Regions from separate parts of the Mus musculus genome. Here region 2 is linked to region 1. A link is a contact called in public Hi-C data. All regions are on one chromosome and are shown on one strand. Each heading gives the region's core, a stretch centred on a gene start, on an enhancer-like site or on the middle of the called end of the contact. The rest is flanking DNA. Distances are from core to core; before and after follow the strand shown. Region 1 has its middle 46 kb from the start of Gm34087. Region 2 overlaps Arhgef28 (Rho guanine nucleotide exchange factor (GEF) 28).

Region 1 (3,051 bases), core at 237-2,736:
GTGCCCTTCCCTCTCAGTGCTCCTTTCTCCCGTCTCCAGTCACACTGGCCTTTTCCTTCCATACGTCTGGAGCAGGGCCCTCTTGTGATGAGTTTCCATGACTGTTCATGGCATTTTTAATTCAAATATTGCACAAGTCATTCATTCTATTCTTTAGATCTTTGCTCAGATATTGGAGGAGCACCATGACCTTGCTTTTAGAACCCTCTATTCCCCTTTCCTGTTTTAGAGTCAGAACCTCATGATATAGCTCAGCCTGGCCTCCTGTTTGTGTTCCTCCAGCTTTTGTTAGCCATGGCCTTGAATTATAGGCATGCACCACAATTCCCAGTCCCGTTTCGTTTCCATCTACATTATTTTTTTTCTCCCTATGACCTACCATCTATTTTACACTGAAATACAACACAATAGTGTGAACTCCATTGGGCAGACATTTTGTTTCCATGGTGCCCAGAACAGCCCAGGGATCAGGCTAGACATTGCTAATTAGTTGTGGATGAACAAAGGAAGTTCTTAACCTACCAGCCTCTTTTTCATTTTCTGTTCTCATTATATAGGTATCCATGTGGTAGTTTCCTGAGAACCTGAACTCAAAAGAATCCACATAAAGACAGATGGGGGATTGTCTTGTGAGTAAAGACCTACTGTGTAAGAAGGATAAGGAACAAAGTTTGGATTCTCAGCACCAAAGGAAACCCAGGGTGGGTGTGGAGGCCCACCTGTGATCCTAACCCTGGAAGATGGAAACTGAAGCTCCCCAGAGCAAGCTAACTAGCTAGGTTAACAGAATTGGCGAGCTATGGGTGCAGATGAGAGGCCTTGAATCAATACATAAGGTGGGGAGGGATTGAGGAAGACATCAGACGCCAACTTTGGCCTCTAAACACTGGCATACACATTTTCACATGCACCTTACAAACACATGCATTCATACACATGTGAACATGCAGACATACATACATATTCCACATGCATATCCATGCTGAAGTAAAAACAACAACAACAAAAAAACCAAACACCCCCCCAAAAAAAACCCTGGTCTTAAGGAAAAGGTACTCTTTCTCTCTAATACACAATTGTGTGAAGTCTGATCTTAATATACTGATATTAATTTAAGCATAGCAGGAAAATGTTTGGGAGGTTCTGTAGTGTGAAATAATTAGAATATTAAATCCCACAGGGGTCTACTCCATAATTAATAAGGGCAAGGTTTCTAAATGCAGGAGGCATGCATATGCATGTTTTAAGTGAGTTAAAGGAACAATAGACTTAAGAGCAAGGTTTTAGAATATTCTCTCAGATCTTGCTCATCTGTAGACATAGAAAGTCACACAGTGCCTTGTCATTAGCAAGTGGCTTTCTTCCTAGACAAGAACGTTTATAAATAACACGAGAATTGATTATCAAAAGACCTGCCCCAGCACTGGAAAGAAATGCTTGAGCAGAGAGGAGCCAGGATTCATGAATATACTGGCTCACATTCTTTTCTGCTGGCATGCTTGAGAGGAGGAGCTAAGGCCTTGCTTGCTGAATTAGGGCGAGTTGGCAATGAGAACTCAGAACGCTTTGGCATTTGCTAGTTTGAAGCTTAACCTTCTGAATAGTTGAGTGTAATTACATGTGGTTTCTTAAAAGAGGCTCGAACAAAGCAAATCATTTCAGGAATGTCCTAAAAGACATATTTAGAGGAGCTATGCTTTGGTCCCTGTAGACCTGACTATACCTGTAAACAGACTTCTTCCTCTTGAACTGATGGAATGTTCAACGGCACAAAAGACAGTAATCTTTTCAACTCAAATTCCTCCTGATGCATGGTATCCAACCCACCTAAAATGTTCCTTGCCTGTAATTCTTTAACATATGCAACCTGATCTTATGTACCAAGCCGGGGAAATGAGCAAGGGAGCGTTAACCCAGTGAGGGCCAGTGGAACGGAGCAGTGAACAAAACTTGTGAAAGAGATTTTAATAAAAGAAGATACAGTTACCTAGTGTTTCATTTCAGTATTCACCTGGCAAAAGGCCAGTCTGGGCGTTTAGAAACATACAGGCTTTGTTTCTTAGAAGCCTTTGCAATCTACTCTGTATTGAGTAATTTTTGTGTGTTAGGCAAAGTGCATTACAAATCCTTCGACAAGCTCCATGCGACGAGTACCATCATCATACCTGTTTTGCGTGGGGGTACAGGAGGAAAAGAGAGCCTAGGATACTCTGATGTTCCCCATCAATTGTGGAGCTTGGTCCATATGCTGGTCTTCTGAGAGTCTGTACTCTCAAACACAACAGTCGCTTGAGTCCCAACAAGCTCCATTCAGCACACCACACCCCCTAGTTATCCCTGATAATTACAATTCAGTGACTAATGGCATTCTCTGTAGCCTCCTCTCTCCCAGGAGTATCAGGATGGAGCCAATTCCGCAAGGTCCCTCCGCCTTGAGGTAGTCTGTGGTCACCCTCCAAATGTATTTGCTTTCTGATTCCTTAAGCCTAATGGCACAAAATGCACCGCATGACCATTGTCCTTTATCAGGCCAGTGCATGACTTTGGTAGGTGGGACTGGAGCCAACACTTGTTAGAGGCTGAAATGGCTTTGGTAAAGTGCTTCTAAGGATAAGATGAAATCTTTAAGGATTTGTTCTATTATTTTATGTTCCCAAGGCACAGTGCTGTGGTTTCCTGTATCTTGTCACTTCTAAAGACATCTCTCATTCTACTCTATTGTGATCCCACAGGGTTATTAAGTGGTTCTAAGGGAGAAGAGTGCTGGGAGGGCGAGAGCTGCTTTGTTTCCTTCAGGATACTGGTAGAGGTCTGATTAGGACCCATTCTTACTCAGAGGGGAGACAGAATACAGAATAATACAGATACATTTATCTATATGTGTGGGTGGGGTACCAGGTGGGAGAGAGAGAGCATGAGCATGAGAGAGAGAGAGAGAGAGAGAGAGAGAGAGAGAGAATAAACCTACAGTCATTTTTAAGGAATAACAAATTCAAAAGTGTGCATTTGCACAAAAATCTCTTATTAAACAGTGAGTCGGTTAAGAATCGA
Region 2 (3,051 bases), core at 347-2,846, 240 kb after region 1:
AGGCACCAGTAGCAATGGTTCACTACACAGCCTTAGAAAACAAACCAAAACAAACCAAAAACAGTCCTGCAAAGCTAAGGACCCCTTTCCACTCCTGAATGTTATATTCTAAATAAATTCTCATTCATGTGCACAAGGCCTGAGTGCTTACTGGTCATAATTTGTAATGGAAAAGCATAAGAACTATGCAGCTTCCTCTTGCATAAGGCAAGGAATGCACTGGCCTTCATAGGTTGGAAGAGTATGTATCACACACATGCATAAATGCATACACTGAAGCAGAAAAGCCGGCTATAGAAAGACCTGTATGTAATAGTCACACAAACAGGTTCGAAAACATTGTAAGGAATCCTAACTATGGAACTGATTCTGAAATGTTTACTTACAAGAATAAAAAAAAAAAAAATGTGTTTGACATATGGGATATGGATGCACATCCCTGCCTAGGGAAGAGAGTGAAAACAGCATGTAGAGATGATATTCACAATAGCTCGGGTGTTAGTCAGCTCTGAAGAAGAAACTGAGAGTCACAGGAGGACAAACAGCCTTCTTTGTAAGTCACCATTCCCTGGGAAGAAAACGCAGCGACCTGAAGCAAACGTGGCCAACCGGTGCTAAGCGCTCACCGCGTGGCTAGCCTTTCCATTCTCTACATTTCCGGTCCTCATGACTAAACCTTCTATAGTAATGAATGCATTAAACACACAGGAAGGAACCTGCTGTTGCAAAGTAGTGTTTACCTCAGTAGCTTATTTTTAATAACTGGAAAAACGCACACATGATATTTGTGAAACTACTGGAAAATTAATCGTACAGCTGTCACACATTGATATGGAATTCCTGTCAATTTTTTTCCCCTAGGTGTGGTGATGGTGTTAAAAAAAACATTGACATCAGAGATTCCTTTAGGGGAAGATCGTGTGGTGAATATCTGAAATATAAAGGCCTGTGATGCTGTATTTTAATTGTTCAAGCTATATGAAGCAATTCTAGATTAGATTTTGTAACTGGTGTTTATATTTGGTTTTCAGAAGTTACTCTGAGGTATGAATGTGCATCTTAAAGACACTATGTTAAACTTATTTAATCCACACTTAAAGCATTTGTTATAAATTGAAAATAGTTCTACGGTATATTTTATTTGCAGCAATCATATGTGCAAATAACCATCACTAGGCGAATAAAATAAAATGTATTTTTTTAAAGTGCCTTATCTAGTAGAGACATTTATTGAAATGTTCAGGGCTTAATATATACGTATGGAAATGTTTACAATTTACTTTAAATACAGAATTGACGGAGGTGGGAATCTGAATGAAACATGGCGAGCCGAAATGTGGTGATGGTATGTGAGGAATTCCTACACTCCTCTGTTAATTTTGGGTCTGTTTGAAACCGTTTGTGACATATCCAGGTAGACAAGGGGTGTGTTCATCCTAAATAACACAGAGCAGTCAAACCCTGGCATGACTGGGAGGAGGGAAAGAGAAGTCAAGGATGAAGTACCACACAGCTACAGGCGGTATCCGCATGGTACCGGATCTTTCTGCGGCTCCTGGGAGTTTCTAAGCACAACAACAACAGAGCAGGCGGTCTGGAAACCGCCAGCAGCTTGACACTACCCACGCTGAAAGAGTTACGCTTCTCATTTTGCTGAGAGAAGAATCATTCCTCTGCCAGCTGAATAAGGCAGGAAGTCAACCTAGGAATTTTAATGCTGCGTTTACTGCTTGCTGGTTCAGTAGAGGGGAAAGCAGCTGCTAAAACTCTCCAGCATCCCAGACTTGGCCTTTCCCTTTAATCCAGAAGAAGGCAAGCAATTTAGTCAAACACACCCATGCTAATTAGTTCTACCTGCTACTTCGTAATTATGCTATTACCAGATTTTTAAAAATGAAATCCAATTCTTTGTTTTCAGTGCCTATGAATGAGGGTTTTCCCCTCTTGATTAATTACAAAATGACGGATGTTGAAGAATTTGCAGGCCCATCCTTTTTTGAAAAATTGGCTTTCTATTGTGCAATATAGGGTTTTGTTTTGTTTTTTGCTCCATAGTTTTTAATGAGAAACATTAACTTGGTAATTCTCATTTGTTTAAAATGACATTTGCTAAGAAGCCAAATCCTGAAGTATCACTTCTAATTACAGCCTTGAGTTTATGTCTCTCAAAAAGATTATAATTTAAAAAGCACGGTGTAATTGTAATACACAGCAAGTGTGTATGGTTTGAACAAGGTCTCATACCTTGGTTCTCTCCAAGCTTGTTATCATAGCAAAGATTACTACATTTTTAAACATTAAAATGAAAATACTTTAGGAATTACATAATTACAAAAGTAGGAAGTTTATAGGAAAGAGGGAAACATTAAGATTTTTTTTTCTTTTAAATGATTGAAACAGCAATCAAAAGCAAGCCAGGTGTTGTGGGGCATACCTGTAATCCCAACACTGTGGGGAACGAAGCAGAACTACTGTGAAGTTAAAGATTAAACTTCACATGGGGATGAGGGAAGAAAGAGAGAGAGAGAATATGAATATGAATGAAAATGATTATCTCTTTGGAAACATCTCTCTCAAGAGAGCTGACTTAAGGCTGTCTTGTAAATAAGCACAGAAAATGGAGCTATGTACCTGTTGATATTTGTATTTCCTGACCTGTGACCCCAGACCAGAGCTGAAGGAAAGCCACCTAGCAGCCTTTGCTTATCTAGGTGATAAAGATGACCAAGGTTGTCTAGTAAGTTCCTCTTTTGACACAGATCTGTTTCTTTGACAAACAATTCTATTCAAGAAACAACACCCATCTGGCCAGATGATTTTACTCCTTATTAGTGAAAGACAAGAGCAGAAGTCATGTTTGGTAGCCTCGGGTACTCCCTTCAGTCATGTTTGGTAGCCTCGGGTACTCCCTTCAGTCATGTTTGGTAGCCTCGGGTACTCCCTTCAGTCATGTTTGGTAGTCTCGGGTACTCCCTTCAGTCATGTTTGGTAGCCTCGGGTACTCCCTTCAGGACTGACATTCCCTGCTGCTGTGCTGAAGACCTTCAAGCT

Evidence for each region. A called contact is a pair of places that touch in the nucleus more often than the background predicts.
Region 2: a contact with region 1 is called in a Hi-C map of forebrain, with 2.2 times the contacts expected there. The contact joins two enhancer-like sites. A contact is called at or near these places in 1 of 15 datasets of contacts at CTCF or cohesin (the NIH/3T3 cell line), 10 of 484 Hi-C or Micro-C datasets (3T3-L1-derived adipocytes, cerebral cortex, cortical neurons and 5 more), 7 of 115 datasets of contacts at active chromatin or transcription factors (CD8 T cells, astrocytes, embryonic fibroblasts and 3 more) and 1 of 9 other capture datasets (embryonic stem cells).

Annotation. Positions count from the first base shown.
Region 1 is chr13:97,667,570-97,670,620 of GRCm38.p6, forward strand. No RefSeq gene overlaps it. Among named protein-coding and RNA genes, the nearest start is that of Gm34087, 46 kb to the left of the region's middle. Within about 2 kb of position 1,487, at least 28 of the 459 cell types and tissues checked have an H3K27ac peak or open chromatin away from gene starts, as enhancers often do. A contact at or near this core is called in cortical neurons, forebrain and oligodendrocyte precursor cells, where this site is marked.
Region 2 is chr13:97,909,620-97,912,670 of GRCm38.p6, forward strand. The region is part of intron 35 of Arhgef28 (Rho guanine nucleotide exchange factor (GEF) 28); the gene reads right to left. Among named protein-coding and RNA genes, the nearest start is that of Gm34388, 17 kb to the left of the region's middle. Within about 2 kb of position 1,597, at least 62 of the 459 cell types and tissues checked have an H3K27ac peak or open chromatin away from gene starts, as enhancers often do. A contact at or near this core is called in cortical neurons, forebrain and oligodendrocyte precursor cells, where this site is marked.